Regions from separate parts of the Sus scrofa genome. Here region 2 is linked to region 1. A link is a contact called in public Hi-C data. All regions are on one chromosome and are shown on one strand. The core of a region is the stretch at or near the end of the contact, and the rest is flanking DNA. Distances in the headings are between cores, read along the strand shown. Region 1 overlaps LOC106504490 (a long non-coding RNA gene). Region 2 holds the start of ARRDC4 (arrestin domain-containing protein 4).

Region 1 (4,559 bases), core at 417-2,916:
CCTACTATATAGCACAGGGAAATTTACTCAGTACTGTTAGTAACCTATATGGGAAAAGAATCTGAAAAGGGATGGATATATATATCTGTATGATTGATTTATTTTGCTATATGCCTGAAATTAATACAACTTTGTAAGCCAACTATATTCTAATAACATTTTCAAAAATGATTCTACGATAAACACTTGAAAAACAAATCAATGGAAGAACTGAAAGTGTCCTGAGGTTTGGAGGAACTAGCCTTGGGGAAAAGAGATTTTCCAAACAGAAACAGGTCAGTATTTGGAGTTTCTGTCCTGAGGGGTGGGGTGGGTGCAGGATACCAGTGAGGGGACAGTGGACATACAGGGATGGGCCCTGTTCTTCTGCAGCTTAACCTAAGCAGGTGTCAAATGGCCTGATCTGGCTGGAAGCAGGAAGCTGCACTGGTCTGCCCCAGCCCCCACCACTGGGGGCACACTGGCTTAGAACCTGAGCAGAACAGTGGGATTCAGTGTGTACTAACCTCGGAGAGACTTCCCCAAGTATTCCTATATGTGTGAGTGCCCTGAAAACTTGCCTGGAGCAAAGGAAGGAGGCGGATGCCTTGGAAATAAACATGCCTAAATTTCTTACCTCACAGGTACATGGGATTTCAGGGTCACATTTAATTAGATATGGGCCATGAGAGTTAATAAGGACTTCCTTACACTTGAGTCTCACAGTGACGGCAAATTTGAACTGCACCCCACGAGTAACACCTACCATCACTTTCTGGAACTCGTTTTATACAGAACACTCATTAGGAAATGCCCATGTGGGTAGACTTTGTACCTGTTCTAAGTTCTGTACTTCTTTTCCTTCACATTATAAACAGGATGGTGAAAAGTATTGTTTTAGGAACCAAATAAATATGACCTCAGATAGATATGACTGTCAGCATCCTGTCAAACATCTGGAAGAAAAGTGAAAACTTCACTTGGCTTTCTCCTTTTCCATTCACATAGCTGAAACATTCTCTCATTAACTTCCTCACTTCTTGGACCCAAAGTAAAATTTTTAAATCTTTTCGACCCAGTTCTATTATGGTGAATTAATCCCTGTACACTGAGTTTTAGAAAATAATCTTAAGGTTGTTAAATGTCCTGAAAAAATATTGGCAACATATAGAAATGTATGTATACAAATGAAATGTATGCCACCAATGGAACGTTACATGTACCCAGTCAGGTGTCCTTATCTCTGGTAGTCACGTTCTTCACTGGGTCTGTGAACACTGAATTAGCAAATCTTCAACCATTACTCAAGGAGAAATAAAAGAGTAGATTCCTGTGAGCCTTTAGTCACATTTTTATCAACCACTCAATATATAACTTTGTTTTATGTGTACTTCTGTTTAAAGACACTGTGTAATATAAGTAGTTGACTTATTAACACTAAACTCCTGACCAGTGGCTCTATCATTGCCTGAACAAAGCTCATCCCAAAACACATATTCTCTTCATAAGGAACTTCACAGCTTTCTTGCCTTTAGGAACACTAACCAGCGCTTTAGCACTGTACTTGACTGTTGTATAAAAACCATAAAACTGTAACTCGAGTGTGAGGACTGAAACAGGAAGGCAGAGCATCACTTTGTTTGACCTTAGCCCAGAACATGTGCATTTCAATTTTTTTTCACCACACTGTGCATGTCCATGAGTGACCTTGGCAATTTACCAAGTATTGATTTGGGTGACAAATCAGTTTTAGTGAATAGGTGAATTTGCAAATATGGAGTCCACAAATAATGGGAATCAATAGTATTATTTTTGTAATAATTAAAAATACTATCAATCCAATCTCCTGGGATAGATCTTGGTGGAAAATAGTATTTAAAAAGGAATGCGTATATAAGTGTGTGTGTGTGTGTGTGTGTGTGTGTATGTGTGTGTGTGTGTATGACTGAGTCACTTTGCTGTACAGCAGAAATTGGCACCACACTGTAAATTAGGCAGTATTTCTCCATATTCCTTATTGTAGATTGTGAACATAATTGGATTCTCCCTTCTGATTCCTCTCCTCTCTATGGAGCCTGTAAATATTACCAGGGGGAAAAAAAGTGCTCCATCTTCTGAGTATAAGGGAAACTCCATTATCTCAATGTGATTGTAATTTAACACTCTAAACTAATTCAAATCAACTTGTACTATTTCAGATTACATAGTCAAATAACTTAGACATAGATAATTTAAATCTCACATTTCATAGAATAAGGTATTATTTTTAAGATTGCCTTTTTTTTTCCTCTCTAAATGTTTCATAACATAATTTTATTCAAAATGTTCACATGTTTCAACAACCATTTCTCCAGCATCTCTGGAACCTGTTTTTCAGTGATCACATACCATTTTCCAGAGATGTCAACTTCCCTTCTATCCGGGTTAAGATAATGAATTTTCTAAATCTGCAAATGATGTGATCATTCTAAATTTTATTCCAAGCTATAAGGATCCAGTGACACAATATCAGGAATCATTTTCCCCCAGTTCTCCTGCAGTGATCTGACAAAAAAATATCCTTTTGAAGGATCTTTCAAAGGCTAATCTACAATTAACAAAACTTGGGAAAGTGAGGTCTTTTCCCTAAGGATAATCACTACTCTTGTACTAATAGTCTTTCCCTCTCCCTCTCTCTCACTAATTCTTTCTAGAGACCTCTACAGGCATCACAAACTAGAATCTATTGAAATCAATTAAAGCTACTCTGGGTTCTCTACAAAATACATCATAATTCAGTAATTAAGAGGCTGTCTGTAATAGAAGAGAATTTGGAAGGATTTGATTATAGGGCAATTCCCTCCTTTCTGAAAGATGATTTGGGGGAAGGAAGGACTTTCTCTTTACATTTGGGCATACACTGTAATTTAATTCCAAGAAAATTTGGCAAAGCCTCTTTATGGGCCATAGTCCCATTCTAGAAAATCTAACCTTCTATTCCCTAAAGCATGATGAGCCATGCCTTTACCTGTATTTAGTGCTAAGAAAAATCTAGCAGGGACTTAGTCACCAGGACTATGTGACTGGCTACTTGGTACACAGGAGGGACATGTGACCACCTTGTCAGCTGGTGAGTCACATGCTGACAGTGCCCAAAGCGTTTGGTAACCTGCAGAATCTGAGGCCTCTTTAGAACAAAATCTGGTACACCAGGGGAAGTAAACAATTTGGGTGACAGGATGTGATGAAAAACAACTTGTAATGGATTTAAGGAAGCAAGGTTGATTTTCCAGAAACTGGCTCTGAAGGCAGTTCCCAAAAACAATGGCCCTGTCTCTACCTGAAGCTCTCTCTCACCACTTCCAATTGCTTGTGGAAGGCAGGCCATGCTTGCTTGTGCCTCTTTACAGTGACTGCTCAGTACTGGTGGCTTCCCTGAGGCCAAGCCAAGAGTTCTCAAGCTTTTGCAGTAAAAGCCCACACAATAGATGATGCCACTGTACCAAACACTCTAATATGTGGATGTGCAAACAGCTCACAAGCAAGGAACAATACATATTGATGTCTCATTAATAATAAGACAAATGTAATTAAAACTAAAAACATCTGCTTTCACTATAAGTTTGTCAAAAATTAAAATATTTAAGACATACACTGGAAAGGATGTGGAGAAATTGGTATTCTCATGTACCACTTCTAGGGGTTTACACTGGTTCAATTCCTATGATGGAAATGAAATGGCTTCCTACATTAAAAATGCATATACCCTGTAATTTAGTAGTTCCAGTAACAGTACAAAGTACAGTACATAGTACAGTACTCTACAAAATATTCATTACCACTGTGTAATAACAAAAGATTAGAAACCAATAGGGAGCAAATTACACAAGTTATGGTATATACTCACACTGGAAAACTAACCAGCTATTAAAATGAATGAGATACATTCTGCACACAGTGATAGGGCAAGACTTCTAAGATGAACTTTTTAATGTTAAACTGTTACATGTTGAACTGAACTATAACATAAAAAAGAACAAGAGAAAACAGTGTGAATAACACATATTTATGAAAAAAAAAACCTATACATGTACTTTTTGTAATTGTGTTAACTGTCTCGTGAATAGCTTTTTCCTTTCCCTTAAAAAAAAAAAAAAAAACATTTACTCTAGGGAAATGTTCAATCCCTGGCCTTGTTCAGTGGCTCAAGGATCTGTTGTTGCCATGAGCTGTGGTGTAGGTCGCAGACACAGCTCGGATCCTGTGTTGCTGTAGCTGTGGCACAGACCAGCGACTACAGCTCCAGTCGGAACCCTAGCCTGGAAACCTCCATATGCCGTGGGAGAGGCCCTAAAAAGACAAAAAACAAAACAAAACTAGGAAGAGTGATTGTTTCTGGGAAGATGAATGGGATTGCTAGGATTCATGGGAAGAAGACTTACTTTTCATTGTGCATTTTCTCAAACTTTTTGAACTATGGACATTCAGCACTGATTATAAACAATGAAATTAAAATAATCTTTAAAAATATATCCAATAAGGCATAGACTTGGGAAAATATTTATAAAATACATATCTGATAAAGGATCCACATCCCAAAT
Region 2 (4,672 bases), core at 951-3,450, 95 kb before region 1:
GCATCTAGGAAATATATTTTCCCTCTGAGAGGACAAAGAAGAAGAAAAAAAAAATCCCCCTCCCTTTTTTTGATGGATATAGACTCCCTTGCTTTAATTTTTGAATTTTGTTATATGAAGATGGCACACTTAGAACAGTGGTAACTGAAGCCACCAGGGAGGAAGAGCAGTGATGCAGATGAAAAAGATAAAAGGAGTCTGATGCACCATCCCTGGGAGTGTTTACTACTGAACAACTTATTAAGTAAATAAATATTCTTACCATTTAAGCCACGTTGGCCAAGCTTTCTGCTACCCTGGTCAGAATAGCATTAACTGACAAACCAGCACGGAGTCTCGTGTCCTCAGGCACAGAATTCTATCTGGGCAATTCTGCCTTCTGGGCACTATTAGGGCCATTGTCCTCCCCCCTTTCCTAGCCAGTTCCTTGAATGGAGAACATCTGCCTCTAGAGGGACCAATAATACTGCATGGATTGACATTCACGCATTCAATCAGCCAACAAACACCTAATCCAGTGCTTATTGTGTGCTGAACTTTGCTGAACTCTGAGTTAGGAACTAGAGGTACAACAATAAGGAGAAAAGTTCTGTGCTAAAAGTAAGAGTGATTGACCTTATGCAAATAAATATATAAGGTCAGGTTGTATTTTATAGAAAGCGGCAGAGTAAGAGCATGTTGGGGGCTAGTCTAGATAAAGTGAAAAAGAGCATAACAGCCATTTCGGAAATTTATACGGAGCTCGATTTGTGGCCTTTCCCATTTTTTTTAGGAGGTGATAAGAAAATGTTGGACTTGTGAAGCTTTATTAAATTTCCACATTAATACTCTAAACACAGAACAGTAAAGCAATCTTTAGGGTTATTTAATAAATAAATAGGGAGTTCCCGTCGTGGCGCAGTGGCTAACGAACCCGACTAGGAACCATGAGGTTGAGGGTTCGGTCCCTGCTCTTGCTCAGTGGGTTAACGATCCGGCGTTGCTGTGAGCTGTGGTGTAGGTTGCAGACGCGGCTCGGATCCCGCGTTGCTGTGGCTCTGGCGTAGGCCAGTGGCTACAGCTCCGATTCGACCCCTAGCCTGGAAACCTCCATATGCCGCGGGAGCGGCCCAAGAAATAGCAAAAAAAGACGAAATAAATAAATAAATAAATAAATGAAACAGCTCCATCAAGAATGACTTTTAAATTCCAATGTGAGATTGATCAATTCGTTAGCGCTCACAAACTTGGTATTTTTATAAGGGAAGAATTTATAAGGATGAGAATATGAAGGCCAGATGGTGCATTGATGCTAGATGATAAAAAGAAAAAGGCACAGAATAGAGAAGGAATGAAGAAAGAAAATGAAACCGAAGCGAAAGGAGGCATGAGCGTGGAGAACACGTCATCAAGGCAACTGGAAATTTTCGTGGACTATGATATTGAGGTCAGGAAATCCTTTTGGGTGGGGCAGAAACTCGGGTGGCAGATGTTGTTTAGAAAAACCTGATTGATGACTTTATTTAAAGCAGGAAGAATGACTATTCCAGCCATTCCCGGCTTGGCTTAGAGAGGCTGCGAGCCGAGGTTGGCAGCACAACTACTTAGGGTTGTTCCAGGTTGAGAACCACTGCCTTCATTCTTCAGGTCTGTGGGAAGTCTGAAACCGGGAGAGGCGGTGCTCAGGAAGCTGGAGGTTAAGAGATGCCAAGTTGTTTACTAAGTTCCTGGGTGGCTGGCCCCAAATTTCAAAAGGCAGTAAATGCTGAGTTCCTATTTCCAGGGCATCTACTTCCTCTCAAGTATTGCAGATGTCATATTAAACAGAAGCCACTTGCAGCCACAACTTCGCGTTCTCGTGCGAACCTCAGAGACGCCTGCAAACAGGCCAGGAGATGCTAGAAACCCCGCCCCCGTTTGTAACCATAGGAACGACTGACAAACCCCGAGCCGGAGATTCCCGGTTCCGCCCCCTCCCAAACTAATATTGTTTCCCACTACCTGTCCACATGGGCGCACCGCCTCACTATTGGTCACTGTCCCAGGACTGTGCCTTGCTTCAGCCAATAAACGGACTGTGCACGTGCACACTTGCGTATCCTGATTGGTCACCTCTCCTTGATCACGCACTGCCCTCCTGCGCCAGGTCCTGCGCGGGGGCGCCAATGAAATGACTCAGAAGCCATTTACAACCAATCCACACGCCGCGGGGCTCACAGCCGGCCTATGGGCGCGGGCAGGGGGTGGGCTGTCCCTGCCCCTTTCCATTCCCAGCTGGGTTTGTTAAAGCTACAGGCCCTACGGCGCGCCGAGGCTCCACGGGGCACAGCACAGCGGCCACGGGGGCCTTCGGCGTGCGGTTGGCGCCCGTGACATCGGCGCCACTCTGCTCCCGGCCCCAGCTCCCGGCCGCTGCCGACCTCTTTGGCGCGGCCACGTCGCCCGGCAGGATGGGAGGCGAGGCGGGGTCCGCGGCGGCGGTGGTAGGCTCCGAGGGCCGCGTGAAGAGCCTGGGTCTGGTGTTCGAGGACGAGCGCAAGGGTTGCTATTCCAGCGGCGAGAGGGTGGCGGGGCATGTACTGCTGGAGGCAGCCGAGCCAGTGACCCTGCGCGCGCTGCGCTTGGAGGCCCACGGCCGTGCCACCGCCGCCTGGGGCCCGAGCGCCGGCGCAGCGGCCCCGGCAGCAGCCTCCGAGGTTGAGTACTTGAACGTGCGCCTGAGCCTCCGCGAGCCTCCGGCTGGTGAGCATGGCCCGCGGCCCCAAAGAAGGGCTGGCGGGACTGGGCGGGGGCGAGCTGGTGGATGCCCACCAGCTAGGTGGGCGGAGAGGGAGAGCTTCCGGAGATGGGGTCCGCCCACATGGTTGCCAGAGCTTCATTTTGGTCGCCTTGACCGGCGGGCAACAATGCCTGCGTCCCACACTTCATAGCACCAGGGAGGTTATGCCCACCTCTACCTGGCAACCCGCCCCTGGCTCGCTGGGGTCTGACCGGCACCTGGTCCCTAGTCAGGGACCGTCTTGGACAGCTCTTAGAGTGAGCCGTTGCCATGGGAACCTATGATGAGCAGTTTGAAATGAAGGATCTGGGAGTCTAAGTCGTGTCCCTCTGGCCTAAAGAATGGAGGGGAGATCAGAGTCAACGGGTTTCATTCTGGGATGCCCAGTGTTTTTATGGGCCTTCCCTTCTCCCCATCCTGGACCTAGAGGCTTGTTCTTGGTTCATGATGAGTTAGCAAAACCTCAGTCTTGGAAGGAGGGAAGTAGTTCCTGAGCAGTAGGAATTCAAGGGAAGTGACTTGACCATCATACTTGGTTTCCCTCTTTGGAGTTCTGCCTCTATCTTACATTCTTTAAATTTATTCTTCGTTTCTTTTTGTTTACTTTGCATCATCTTCCTTCCTCCAGTACTGTCACCCTCATAGACCTTTAGTGACCATAGGATCTGGGCACTGTAAGAGTTTCTGGAGGAATGATGACCCTTTTTTTTTTTATATACTCTTGTGAAGCCCGGTTAATGATACAGGTTTTTCTGTAAGTATCCATGTGGAAACTCACCACATGGGTATTCCATCAATATTAGATGCAAAAATCAATTCCGTTAATCATGAATTACTAGTAACAATAAGTATTAGTCTTCTTTAGGGTGGTAGAAGCTACTTTAAACTATTTTACCTTTCCATCTTACCAGCTTCAGCAGTTATCTGTAAAATTAAATATAATAGTATAGACTCTCTACCTGCAAAGAGTAAAATGCAGTGTATCAGTGTTTAACCTTTGCTCTGACTTATATAAAATCAGTAGTATATACAGTTTTGCCATGTCCTACTGTAAAGGAGTGGACCGTTAATAGTTAAATCTTCAAGGTATGTGGGAATCAAGTGATCCCAAAAATTTTAATGAGGAAAATGTATATGAACCAAAGGCCTCTTTTGGATAAACAAGTGCAGTGTTAGGTGAGAGCTCTTACTTGCCTTATGCCCTTTGATCAATGTGGTTTCCAGAATCAAGCCCCCCCCCCCAAGATGTAACAGACCTCATGGATTTTCAAGATGGCTGACTGGAGTCAAGGGCAATGAAGAGGAAAGTAAATTGGTTTTTGTCCAGGACTTTGGACTTTCTGTATCTCTGTGCCCATAACTACTGAGTAAATAGACGTAAGTTAATAGTAGTTGGACCTGGGGTTAGCAATTTTTTTTTTTTTTTTTGCTAAAATATGGGCTATCAAATAGTGTTTTGAATTGCAAGTAAGATTATGTTTTGTCATTCTGATGGAATAGAATGGTGAACGCTAGACAACCTGAAAATCTTGTTTTAGAATGTATTGTAACAGTTGACAAAAAAGTAAAATTATGGTCTGTTTTAATTGATTTCATTGAGAAAGAAATAATCACTCCTGACATGTTACTTGGAAGAGGTTAGCAACGTTACATGGTTGTAGATTCTTAGGTACATTTAATTCTAAAACCTAGTTGAGTTTCAGTCACCTCCAGAAATTGGTAGTAGTAGTAGAGTTCCTATTCCTTTTTGAGTCCCAGTCTCTGCCTCTGTGATGGTCATGGCTTCAGCATTTCTTGAGTGCCCTAAATTACAAATCTGGGCTGAAGGACCATTAGCAAATGAAACATCTTATGACATTGTAGTTCTCATTGCACAGGACGAAAGTAATAAACCATGAGAGCAGAAGCAGAAAT

The links. A called contact is a pair of places that touch in the nucleus more often than the background predicts.
Region 2: a contact with region 1 is called in a Hi-C map of liver, with 1.4 times the contacts expected there. The contact joins the promoter of ARRDC4 here to the enhancer-like site in region 1. A contact is called at or near these places in 2 of 5 promoter capture datasets (fetal liver and liver), 3 of 47 Hi-C or Micro-C datasets (alveolar macrophages, embryonic fibroblasts and liver) and 1 of 2 datasets of contacts at active chromatin or transcription factors (alveolar macrophages).

What each region holds. Positions count from the first base shown.
Region 1 is chr7:81,571,613-81,576,171 of Sscrofa11.1, reverse strand. All of the region lies in intron 1 of LOC106504490 (a long non-coding RNA gene), which reads right to left. Among named protein-coding and RNA genes, the nearest start is that of ARRDC4, 96 kb to the left of the region's middle. Within about 2 kb of position 1,666, at least 2 of the 83 cell types and tissues checked have an H3K27ac peak or open chromatin away from gene starts, as enhancers often do. A contact at or near this core is called in liver, where this site is marked.
Region 2 is chr7:81,667,112-81,671,783 of Sscrofa11.1, reverse strand. It overlaps ARRDC4 (arrestin domain-containing protein 4), which reads left to right and starts at 2,200. Exons shown (of 8, transcript XM_005656327.2): 1 at 2,200-2,721. The coding sequence starts at 2,430. All of the region lies in intron 2 of LOC106504490 (a long non-coding RNA gene), which reads right to left.